4 separate regions of the Mus musculus genome follow, and all the other regions are linked to region 2. A link is a contact called in public HiChIP or PLAC-seq and promoter capture Hi-C data. All regions are on one chromosome and are shown on one strand. The core of a region is the stretch at or near the end of the contact, and the rest is flanking DNA. Distances in the headings are between cores, read along the strand shown.

Region 1 (2,700 bases), core at 127-2,626, 170 kb after region 2:
AGAGAGAGAGAGAGAGAGAGAGAGAACATGGACAGAGTATGTATCGTGCTGTGGTGGGGCTTTTTCAGAGTAGCAGATGAGATTTGGAAGAGTTCCAAAGCAGGCGTGTCTGCAGGGACTTGCAACCTGCCCAAGTCCATGCAGCCCATCTCCTTGGTGCTCAGCACCTTTTTCCCTTCATGCCCAGCTTTTGCAGCGTGGCCTCCCCCAGACCTGTGAAAGCCCTGAGTCTAGCCTCTGTCAGTCGAGCACCCTGAAAAAGGTGAGTGTTGGGCCCGCGTACCTCCTCCACTTCCCTCTCCCGCCTCTTCCCCTGACCACCACTCCCCACCCCAATTCCCTTCCACCCTGCAGAATTCGCTGCAGTCTAGCAGGTGAGGAGCCTCCACAGCGCCAGCTACTGGCCACCTCTTTCCTTGCCAGGCCCTGCAGCTCCCAGTCTGTAGCGGCTCCAACAACCCAGGGCAAGCATCCCGAGAGGTTTTTACATACTTGCTTGACTTGTTCTGAGTGCTTAATGTGAATAGGGCAGTATGTTAGCCATGGGAATGGTGTGGTGGAAAGCTGTCCGCTGCCTGACGATCAGATCCCTGATAGACGGATTTAGGTAGCAGCACCCAGAACCGTGCCTGGCATATGCTGGGTACTTGGTAAATCCTGTTGGATGATGGGTATTTAGGATTGCATGTACTTATCTATTTTGTGCAGGTTTCTTCCTTGAAGCACTCTTTAAGGGCTCTAAAAAAACAACTTTTAAAATTTTTATTAGCTTAAGAAGTATGAGGATTTTTGTTTTGTTTTCGAGACAGGGTTTATGTAGCCCTGATTGTCCTAGAACTCACCCTGAAGACCAAGCTGGCCTCAGAATCACAGAGATCTGCCTGCCTGCCTCTGCCTCCCTAGTGATGGGATTAAAGGCGTGTGCTGCCACCAACACCTGGTTTATTGGGGGTGGGGGTGTTATTTGTGTACTTGTATATTTGTTGGTTCTTAACCAGGAAGAATTCTTTCAAAGAAGTTTCAATTATTGATTGCTTGATTGTTTGTCTTTTCAAGACAGGGTTTCTCTGTGTAATCCTGGCTATCTTGAACCTCTGGCTTTGAACTCAAGAGATCTGCCTGCCTCTGCCTCCAGAACGCATGGATTAAAAGCGTGTGTCACCAGGGCAACAACCTCTTTCTAGAAACTTTTCATTTCATGTAGTCCCATTTTAATTCTCCAGGCTATTTCTGTGTCAGTGAAGTACAGTGTTGAAAAGTCTTGCCTATATCTATTTTTCTAGACGCGTATTCCTGTTGTCTTCTGTATTTCAGACCTTACTTTGATCCTCTCGGATTCCCGCCAAACTAAGGGGGCGTGGCACCCGGCGCAGCTTGATGACGACATTAGGCGCCGAGTGTCCGAATGGCGGCTCCCTTCTCTGAGAAGCTCGAGATTTGTGCTATCAGCACGGCAGGTGAGTGGCGGGAGCCGCGCGCGAGGCAGCCCAGCACCGTGCGGTTTTCTCGGGTCCCCGCCGAGGCTGGCTCCGTTCCTCCTCGAGCTGTGGGGGACTTGGGCCTCCCGACAGCTCGGCCTGTACGGGGCCGGCCGGGAGCCCAGGGCCCGGCTGCAACCTCACGCCGCTCTCCAGGGTCATGGCTTTCTGCCGCCTTCCTGCGTGGTCCTCGCAGACGGTCCGGGTAGGGGGTGGATGAACGCTCGATGTGAGAGTTGAGGGAGGGGGACTTGGAGGGAAAGTTGAACCTTGGGCTCAGCTAGCGATGTTTGGTAGTAGAACTCGTTGTGGGTTTAGGTTCTACCTTGCGACTTTCCCGAGCCTCAGTTTCCTCCTCTGTAATGTAATAGGGTAGTCTCGAAACTTTGGAGGTATAGGAAGTTGTGATCAACAAATGAGGGCACGCCGCAGCTTCTCAGAGTCAGCCGAGGGAGTTCTTGACAGTGGCGCGCTAAGCTTGGCTGGAGTTCGTAGTCATTAGAAACCTCAAAAACAGTCGCAAGCAGTTCTTGAAGAAAGTGGACTTTGAGGGGTCGACCGAAGCAAAGGCCTTCGGCACTGCATGCACGCTGGCTTCGGGCGTGGGTGACAGGGCCTAAAAGCAAGAGTATCAGTGTCGTTGCCCTATTCGTGGAATCGTGGAAAGACCTTCGTTAGACATCTCTGATTTTTCAACTGTCTGCTTCTTCTGAGGAGAGAGTTGACTTCTTGTCTCCTTTAGATCTCTGCCCTTATCGAGTAGTCCACAATTTTATGCTGCCCTGATCATTTCATGGTAGTTTGCAATGTAGGTCAGGACTGAAACATTTTCAGTTTTCCTTAACACTGAGACTGAATTAAGAATTGGAAAAAAAAAAACAAAACAAAACCCAAAACCTAAGAATTGTTTCTCTTGCCACATGGCAAAGATTGGTGGTCTTTCAAAACCACAACTGCCTTAAACTCCTACTGTCTGGCTTCTCTCCTTGCAGACTGGCATTGCCAGCTTAGCACCTTTTCTCCTGTAGTGAGCAGGGCTGAGACAGAAAAGCTATCACTAGTCCATCGGTGGCACACAGTAGGCTCTCTGCTCTTTCCAGCTCTTGATTGTTTTGTGTTTCTTACCATAGGCACTGGGAGGTAGGAAGCTGCAGGGCTATGCCTAATTTTTGGTGGTGAGTTCAAATTCTTCCTTCATAGAACTTCTTCATTTGTCGCAAGA
Region 2 (2,700 bases), core at 65-2,564:
TCCTGTATTCCTCACTTTTGAGATTTCTCCCTCCCCTAACTTCCTCCCCATTTTTGTTGGGTTTCATAGAGCTCAGCTGCCTTGAACTCATGATCCTCCTGCCTCCATCTCCTAGTGATGGGATTATTGGTATGTGTCACCACCACTGGCTTGGGACATGCCTTCCTGTTTATCTAATTTGGGAATGCTATGACCAATAATCCAGCATCTGTTTTTGTGGTGATTTTTCACAATAGTCATTCATTTAACAAATTTCTGATCATTCAAGACTAGATGTGGATTTAAGGCAGGCAAAATATAGGTAAATAAGACAGTATTCTGTGGTATTAAAATTTCATCCTAGCCTGTTGGTGGTCAGAGTTAGTTCCAGGACAGCCAGGGCCACACAGAGAATTCCTATCTTGATAGATAGATAGATAGATAGATAGATAGATAGATAGATAGGCCGGGCAGTGGTGGCGCATGCCTTTAATCCCAGCACTTGGGAGGCAGAGGCAGGCGGATTTCTGAGTTCGAGGCTAGCCTGGTCTACAAAGTGAGTTCCAGGACAGCCAGGACTACACAGAGAAACCCCGTCTCTAAAAAACCAAACAAATAATTAAATAAATAGGTACTAGTCGGGTTGGAGGGAGAAATATGTCAAGGGAGGCAGAGCTGAAACTGAGCAACGTGGAATGGCAGGAAATGAACTGTTGCAGAGCAACAGGCTTCAGGCCAGACACAGGTGTTGCATTTCACTTGTTACACTTTACAGCCGGTAGTGTCCAGTCATCCTCACCAACACACTGTCCTCCTCGTAAAGTATTAGTCAAACTGATCTTCACCATCATTCCACGTGTACCAAGGAGGATCACCTAGGGCAGGCGTTATTTGATAGGTTATTCAGTAACCTATTTGATGGTCACCTCACTCCCTAGGTCATGCCCTTCCTGAGCCACCTGATTTACCAGGGCCTTCTGGCTCGCAATCATCTGACGGCCACGCCTTCTTGGCCGGACACTCAGCAACCACTCTACGCTTTGTTCACAGAAACAGGTTTTCAAAACGCTGTTCCCTCTCGGCTCCAGCTGTTTTCCTGCCAAGCCCGGGAAGCCTGACAGCAGCAGCTTCTCGGCGGCTGCTTTGCGGTCCAGGAAGGGCCTGACCCTCTGCCTCCTCCCGGAACGCGGGAGCCCGCGCGAGTGGCTCACGCTGGGACCCTCGCGAACGCACTCCTGATTGGCAGCGCCCAGTGACGTCAAAGGAAGGGCCTCCGCGGTGGAGGGGGTAGAGCCCAGCTCCGCGCGTGCGCAGATTGAATGCGCTGGACCAAGGGGGAGGTGCCCGGCTGCTTCTCCCGCGTCCGCCATTTTGTTGCTGTGGCTATTGGGAGCGGGCTGGGTAAGACTGCTCGGGAGGCGCGACTCTTGTTGGAGTGCGGTGCTTCGTGTGACCGCGGGGATCGGTGCAGGCTCTTGAGGCTGTGGAGCCGGCGGCGGGTTCCAGGACAGAAGTCACTGGAGCCTCCCCTGTACTCCGGCCAGCTGAGAAGCCCGAGGCGGCCTCCGCTACTGCTCAGCTTCGCCCACCTCGACCCCGGGGCTTTGCCCAGTGTTCCCGGACCGGCTCTCCGTGAGGCGGCCCGGTGCAGGAGGGCGGTGGCGGAGGATGCTGCGGGGCCCGGAGCCTAGAGGAACGTCCTGACCAAGCCCTCTGATTGTTCCTCGAAGTGTTCTGAGAGGCCCTTCCTCGACCCCAAAGCCGACAGCGGGTAAAGGCTTCCCAAGCAAGAGAGCCGCAGACGCCGCCCATCCCCGAGCCCAACACCATGTCCTCCGCCAGGTTTGATTCTTCAGACCGCTCTGCCTGGTACATGGGGCCAGTGACTCGCCAGGAGGCGCAGACTCGTCTCCAAGGCCAGCGCCATGGCATGTTCCTAGTCCGGGACTCATCTACCTGCCCCGGGGACTATGTACTGTCCGTGTCCGAGAACTCGCGTGTCTCGCACTACATCATCAACTCCCTGCCCAACCGCCGCTTTAAGATCGGGGACCAGGAGTTTGACCATTTGCCGGCCTTGTTAGAGTTCTACAAGATCCACTACCTGGACACTACCACCTTAATCGAACCGGCGCCCAGGTACGCGAGCTCCTGCCCTTCTCCGGTTCAGAACTTGACCGGATGCGAAGGGTCGGTCAAAGATTAAATTTTGGGGGTAGGGTAGGGGATAGAACTCCTTTTCCTCATTCTAAATCAGAAGACATTCGGATTATAAGGCCAATATCAGGATCTGGGTCATTGGATGAAAGGATGCATTTTATTTAGACATTTAGCAGTGCTGCTTGCATTGTTTAAATGCACCCCTAACCCCCCACATATATACACAGTTTTGCCACTTTACTTGACTGTAATACTAATGCAGAATGCTTATTAACGACGCTAAAAATATAGACTTCCTTGAGATTCTGAAGATAGCCATGACTCCTCCTTTCTCGAAATTCTTGTACACCATTTAAGGTTTTTGTAACTCCTGCATTTTTCAACTAACTTTAGGTTACAAAGTGGCCTTCGGCCTTTGGAATAATCCTTAAAATGGATCGAAAGTGTAGAAATCTCAGAATCTGATTCTCTAGCACTCATTTTTAAAACTGGGATTACCAAGAGAAGACAGTGGGATTATATTTGAAGAAATTTGTATCCTCACCGTTCCTTCCTCAGGGG
Region 3 (2,700 bases), core at 196-2,695, 220 kb before region 2:
TAGGGAGTGGCAGGACCACCACACTTGGCTCAGTAAGTCTTCAAAACAGCCCACCTCTAAGCTGTTCTTCATGATTGACAATTCCTTTAACACGTGCTTGATAGTTCTTTTTTGTTTTTCCTTTCTGAGGCAGGCTCACTGTGTAGCCCTGGCTCAACTGGAAGTCACTATGTAGTCAGACTGGCTCTAATTCACAGAGATCTGCCTCTTTCAGCCTTCAGAGTTCTGGGACTAAAGACATGCCCCATGCCACCCATTTTCAATCTATTGAGTTTTCGCCATTTCTAGGATGTTTAGGCATAGTATTCTATGTCTTGGCTAGTATAATTGACAGCAGTAGCTTTATAATTTGCTTTAATATCTGTTAGGACAAATGTACTCCTATTTCTGTTGTTTGGTGTTTCAAAGATGATAGTTGTAAAAACAATCATGTATTAGCTATGTAGCTATTGGGTAAACTAAGAATTTTAATTTTTTTTAATCTGTTATTTTAAGCTTGTACATTCGGAAAGCATGCTTGCCTCTGTGAAGGGTTATTGAATTGGGTTTCAATGTTGACTCTGGGTCACAACCTCCCTATAGAACAGCTGTAGGTTCTGGCTAGGACTTTTCTGACCTTTAACAGTGGTGGGCTTTAGTGTTTAGTGTTCAAAGTAGAGAGATGGTCATCTAATAACTCTCTAGAGAATAACTCCGTGTGAACCCCAATACATTTGGATGGCCACAAGTCTTGGGTCTTTACTGGGCTGCCTAAACTCCTGTGACCTGCGGCGGTCACCGGAACTCTGGATAAGTAAGCAGAGTGTACACGGACCTCTCCGCCCTCTGCGCAATCCGGGTCGACCTTCGCGAGAGTGGATGTAAGGATCCTAGGAGAAGTTTAGGGTTAAGACTCCCAGGCCTCTTTTCTCCTTTAAAATCAGAACCACGCAGGCCTTCCTGCAGCCCAGACAGCGGAGCAAGCAGCCTTTGGGTGCTAAACTTTATAGACTGAGATACTCTGCGTAGATCAAGGGGCTCAAACGGGCGGAAGAGGAGAGGCGCAGGCCACCTGAACCGGGTTGGTGGTGATAGTGTTGGGGGTTCTGAAGGGTCCGGGTCAGGCTCAAAACGGGTCAGTCTTCCGTTTGAGGGCTGGGCATAGACCCGTGGTAAAGAGCAGGATTCTTGTTTCGCTGGGTGTTGCCCGTCAAGTATTTTGAGGTGAGGTTGCCATCCCGTTCTGGCGCCTGCATCGGGACCCTGTAGGCGACCTCCCGTGCGCCCCTCCCCCATTACACTCTGCCGCAGCCACTGGCCCATCCCTGGACTCAGACCCCTCGGCGGCCCCGCCCAGCCTCAGGGTTCCGCCCCCACAAGGGTCCGCCTCCAGGTCCGCCCTGTCGCTCGCCCATTCAGATGTGGGTCAGGGGTGAGCGGGTGGAGCTGACGTCACAAGCTTCCAAGATGGCGCGGAGCGGGCGGCTGTGAGCAGCGCTCTGGGCGCGCTGGGCGGAGAGCCGAGCGGGGGCCGGCGGAGGGCGGACAGGGCGGGCGCGTGCAGCTCAGGTCGGGCGCCCAAGACGAGGGGCCTCTGGCAGGCACCTGAGGTAAGCGGTGTCCTCGAGGGAGGGCGACGCGGGCCGGGCGCGCCCCCGGAGAGGGGGGCGTGGGCGCGCGTGGGACGGAGCGCGCGCACGGCCCCTAGTCTCGAACCGAGGCGCACGCGGGACCCTGGACGGGCGGGGGCTTTGTGGTTCAGGTGCCCGGCGGGTTGCGGCCGGCACGGGGACTCCGGGCACAAAGCCCCCAGGGCCGCGCCAGTCCGGGGACGCGAGTCTGTGGAGCGGGGGTCGACGGGGTAGCGGGCGCCGGCTCTTTGTGCCTTTTCATTAGCAATCTAATCCGAACGGCGTCGGGCGAGCTATGCTGCCTGACAGGCGGGCGTTCTCCCATTATGCAAACGGCTGTACGCCTGCGGCTGCCCCTCACTGGAACGCTTTACGGTTTCCAGAACTGCGCTTGTGTGTATGGTCTGCAGTCCTTTTCCTCGAGTACCCTTCCTGGCTGGGGGACTGGCCGTGTCAGGGACAGGGTAGGGCTTAGAGGGCCCGGCTCCGTGGCTGGGTGGGCTTTCTGCCCTGCCCCCAGACCTTTGCTGGAGGCAGCCGCCTGGCAGGAAGAGAGATGGGCTTGGGGGGAGGGGGTCGGGTGGCAAGAGGAAGGGACTGGCTGGCTCAGGGAGTGAGCTGAGGGGCCCTAGCTTGTCATTCTCTGTTTATCTTCCAGAATGGTTCATATGCACACAAGCCTGGGTGTAAGTGCTGGGGGAAAATACCTCTCCCTGGGGGGCAGTGACTTAGGTACTTGGAGTGATTGAGGCCAGATAATACTCTCAGCGGCCGCGCCCTGAACAGTTTTGGACTACCTTGCGACGAGAGTCCCGTGCTGATCTTGGCTGGCCGGAGAGATTCAGAAGTTATTTACTTATGTGTTCTATCCCCCTCTTCACAGTATCTTTTCTAGTTATAATTGTCAGGCGCATTTGGAAAGCTGTGTTCCAGGTTCCTCACTTTCAATCAGCAGGAGGGGTGTAACACTGAGAGGCCACCCCCACTGACATATGTGGCGATGGGGGAGGGGCGGATCCTTGCCTATAGGAATCCTGTGACTGGACTGTTACTGGGGTTTGCTAGCTGTGGCTTTTGCACCTAGGACCAG
Region 4 (2,700 bases), core at 141-2,640, 250 kb before region 2:
CTCTGGAGCCCAAGAAGGGTAACCATGGAAAAGGATAGAGAAGGGGACCTGAGAAAAGGCAGATGAATTCATGTCATCAAATTACAAGAAAACAGCATGCAGTCACGAAATCTTCCTAAACTGAAACCCACAAGGCTGAAGGGACGACAACTTTTGGGGTTTGAACACGGAAGTGATTAGCATTCCTTTCCTGTAGGTAAATGATGGAGTGTCACCCGCAGAACAGATAAGGGGGTTTGATCACAATTGTTTTGTGCCCACTTCCACTCTAGTTTTATCAAATGTTCTCTCTAGGTTTCAGTGAGCAAATGGCTTTCTTTTGTTTCCAGTGACTCCATCAACCAAATACAAATTTGGTCTCAAGAGCCAGCTCCTGCGACCTTTTTTATTTCCGGTCCGGCGAGAGCTCGGCCGCACTACCAGGTAGCACTCAAACACTGGCGGGTTATCTTTAGAGGATGTCCGCAGATCTACTCGTGAAAAACTCCAACTGAGCACCTATATTGTATGCTTCACCAAAGGAGCCAATTAGTGAAGTGACACTCCCATACATTCAAGATACAAAGTGCGTATACCAAGTTATTTTCGTAAACTTTGGCAGGTTTTGATTTCAACGACAGAAACCAACCCCCACCCTTCATCAGGGAAAGGAGATGCGGATGACTAAGAGGTGGATAGAAAAGAGAACCTAGCTACGCAGGGAGACGACCCCACGCCTTCCTAGAGTTGGAACTTGTCGGCTGTGTGACTCTGCAGTCACAAGGCGACAGTTTGCGTGGACCCAACACAATTTCAAAAGACCACCAACTAACTGACCTAACTTTGGCCGCCTGCCCTCCTCCTTCCTTTCCCGTCTCGGGCCTCGCAGCCTCCCGGTCCCGGAGCTGTGGGCTGGCGGAATGGGGCTCAGAGAACGGCGACCGCGGCCCAGGACCGGGCGGCTCCGCGGCGCGTACTCCCAGCCGGGGCTCCGGCTTTCTTCCCCGAGGGCGCCCAGCTTGGGGCCTCCAGGCCCGGCCCACACATCAACGGCGTCCTCGACCCGGACCGCGGCCGCTGCGACGGAGGGCCCGGCTTCGCTCCAGGAGGAGGGGGCTCGAGAACTGCCCAGGCTGATCCGAAGGGCCGGCAGCGGCGGCTCTCAGCGCGGCCTTGCGCTCCCGCCCAGGCTGCGGCCTAGGCGGCCCCGTTAGATCTCTCCGCACGCGGCACAGCGGGGCCACGCAATGAGGGATGAAGAACGGCGTCGCCCCAAGGAACCGCGGCCCGCCGTAGGGGTCCCGGCCCGGGGACGCCGCCCCCCGCCTGGCCAGCGCCAGAGAATGGCTTTTACCTTCATCAGCCTCCTGCTGGCCGCCATCTTGGATCTGGTGCTGCTGCTTTCCCAAAATGCATCGCGGTAGGCCAGGCGGCTAGAACCCCCTCACTTCCTGGAGCGGGGGAGGGGCTAACCGGGAAGAGCGCGGAATAGAGAAATGTGCCTACTGTGTGCAGGTCCCAGGGCTATAGAATCCTGTGTAGACTCGAGTGACCTGGACAGTTAAAGATCCTTACTTTATGGCGCCTCCAATCCTATGGCAAGTACATACAGTGCTTGACACATAGTAGGTGCACTATAAATAGTGTGTACACAAAATAATAGAATAATCAAGATTATTTCAGGCACTACTAAACATTGTGAAGAAATCAAAACTGGGAGATGAGAAAGTTATTCTGTTACTGAACACGTAATACAATCGGTAAAGTGCCTGCCTGATCAAGAAGGACCTGAATTTGGGTTCCCAAGAACCCACACAGAAGCAAGCATGGTCATTAGCACTAGGGGAGGTAAGTTACAGTTAGATCTCTGAAGTTCTTTTTCTAACCTGCCTAACTGAATTGATGGTGAGCCTCAGATTCAAGGAGAAAACCTGTAAAGTACAAACAAGGAAAGAATTCTGTGGACCTCAGGTCTCCACATGCATGTGTGTGCACGCCCACACTAACATTCACATACAGCCTCCTACACACAAGAACTACAGGATCTGCTTCTCAGGAAGGCTCACTGAAGAAATACCATGAATAAGACAGTGCAGGGCAGCCGAAGATAAGTGGATTGTGCCTTTAATTCCTGCAGAGGGAGGCAGAGGCAAGCAGAATATAGATTCTAGCCAGCCTAGCTACATAGTATGATCCTAGTAATGGCTGAAATATCCAGAGAGGAAGAAAGAAACTGCCAGAAGGCAAACCCTACACTCACTCAGTGCTTTTACAAGTGGAGAAGTGTTGGAGGTTGGGAGATGAGATGTAGATAAGGCCTCATGTAGCCTAAGGTGGCCTCAAAATTCACTATATAACTAAAGATGACCTTAAACTCCTGATCCTCCAGCTTCCACCCTCAAGTTCTGAAAGTACCTGTACTCCATGAGTAACATCCATGTGCCCATTAGAAAGGATTTTTGCTTTGGTCTTTTGATGCCCTTTCTATCTAAAATTAATAGACTCCCTAAGGGAAAATCACTTGACACCAGTGGGGGAATGGTGGGCTAGGCCACCAAGACCCCAGACTCCATGTCTCAAAAGGGCTGAAGCTCTAAGGAGAAACTAGCAGTACAGAGCTGGCAACATGAGGCCGACAGAAATGTGAAGAGAATGCATTGCTTTCATTCAGCAGAATATTCAGGACACTTAATTCAGAGGTTTTCAAATTTGGTTCAAACA

What was found. HiChIP or PLAC-seq counts read pairs in DNA pulled down with a chosen protein or histone mark. Capture Hi-C pulls out chosen DNA fragments and counts their contacts.
Region 1: a contact with region 2 is called in an H3K4me3 HiChIP or PLAC-seq map of embryonic stem cells, with 19 read pairs. The contact joins the promoter of Smpd4 here to the promoter of Crkl in region 2. A contact is called at or near these places in 10 of 39 promoter capture datasets (the 3T3-L1 cell line, the C10 cell line, the SN4741 cell line and 7 more), 9 of 484 Hi-C or Micro-C datasets (Th1 cells, cortical neurons, embryonic stem cells and 6 more), 10 of 115 datasets of contacts at active chromatin or transcription factors (the 230-238 cell line, the SCID.adh cell line, bone marrow-derived macrophages and 4 more) and 4 of 9 other capture datasets (adipose tissue, liver, macrophages and 1 more).
Region 3: an H3K4me3 HiChIP or PLAC-seq map of embryonic stem cells shows a contact between it and region 2, with 23 read pairs. The contact joins the promoter of Hic2 here to the promoter of Crkl in region 2. A contact is called at or near these places in 2 of 39 promoter capture datasets (cranial neural crest and liver), 1 of 484 Hi-C or Micro-C datasets (the MNK3 cell line), 4 of 115 datasets of contacts at active chromatin or transcription factors (embryonic stem cells, memory CD8 T cells and pancreatic cancer cells) and 3 of 9 other capture datasets (adipose tissue, liver and pancreatic islet).
Region 4: a promoter capture Hi-C map of liver shows a contact between it and region 2. The contact joins the promoter of Ube2l3 here to the promoter of Crkl in region 2. A contact is called at or near these places in 13 of 39 promoter capture datasets (the 3T3-L1 cell line, the C10 cell line, the HPC-7 cell line and 9 more), 1 of 15 datasets of contacts at CTCF or cohesin (pro-B cells), 23 of 484 Hi-C or Micro-C datasets (B cells, CD4 T cells, the G1E-ER4 cell line and 11 more), 15 of 115 datasets of contacts at active chromatin or transcription factors (the 230-238 cell line, the HPC-7 cell line, the SCID.adh cell line and 10 more) and 3 of 9 other capture datasets (adipose tissue, liver and pancreatic islet).

Annotation. Positions count from the first base shown.
Region 1 is chr16:17,617,978-17,620,677 of GRCm38.p6, forward strand. It overlaps Smpd4 (sphingomyelin phosphodiesterase 4), which reads left to right and starts at 1,377. Exons shown (of 19, transcript NM_001164610.1): 1 at 1,377-1,457.
Region 2 is chr16:17,450,671-17,453,370 of GRCm38.p6, forward strand. Crkl (v-crk avian sarcoma virus CT10 oncogene homolog-like) reads left to right here and starts at 1,315. Exons shown (of 3, transcript NM_007764.5): 1 at 1,315-2,118. The coding sequence starts at 1,808.
Region 3 is chr16:17,232,142-17,234,841 of GRCm38.p6, forward strand. It overlaps Hic2 (hypermethylated in cancer 2), which reads left to right and starts at 1,446. Exons shown (of 3, transcript NM_178922.3): 1 at 1,446-1,589.
Region 4 is chr16:17,200,102-17,202,801 of GRCm38.p6, forward strand. It overlaps Ube2l3 (ubiquitin-conjugating enzyme E2L 3), which reads right to left and starts at 1,391. Exons shown (of 4, transcript NM_009456.2): 1 at 1,334-1,391. The coding sequence starts at 1,360.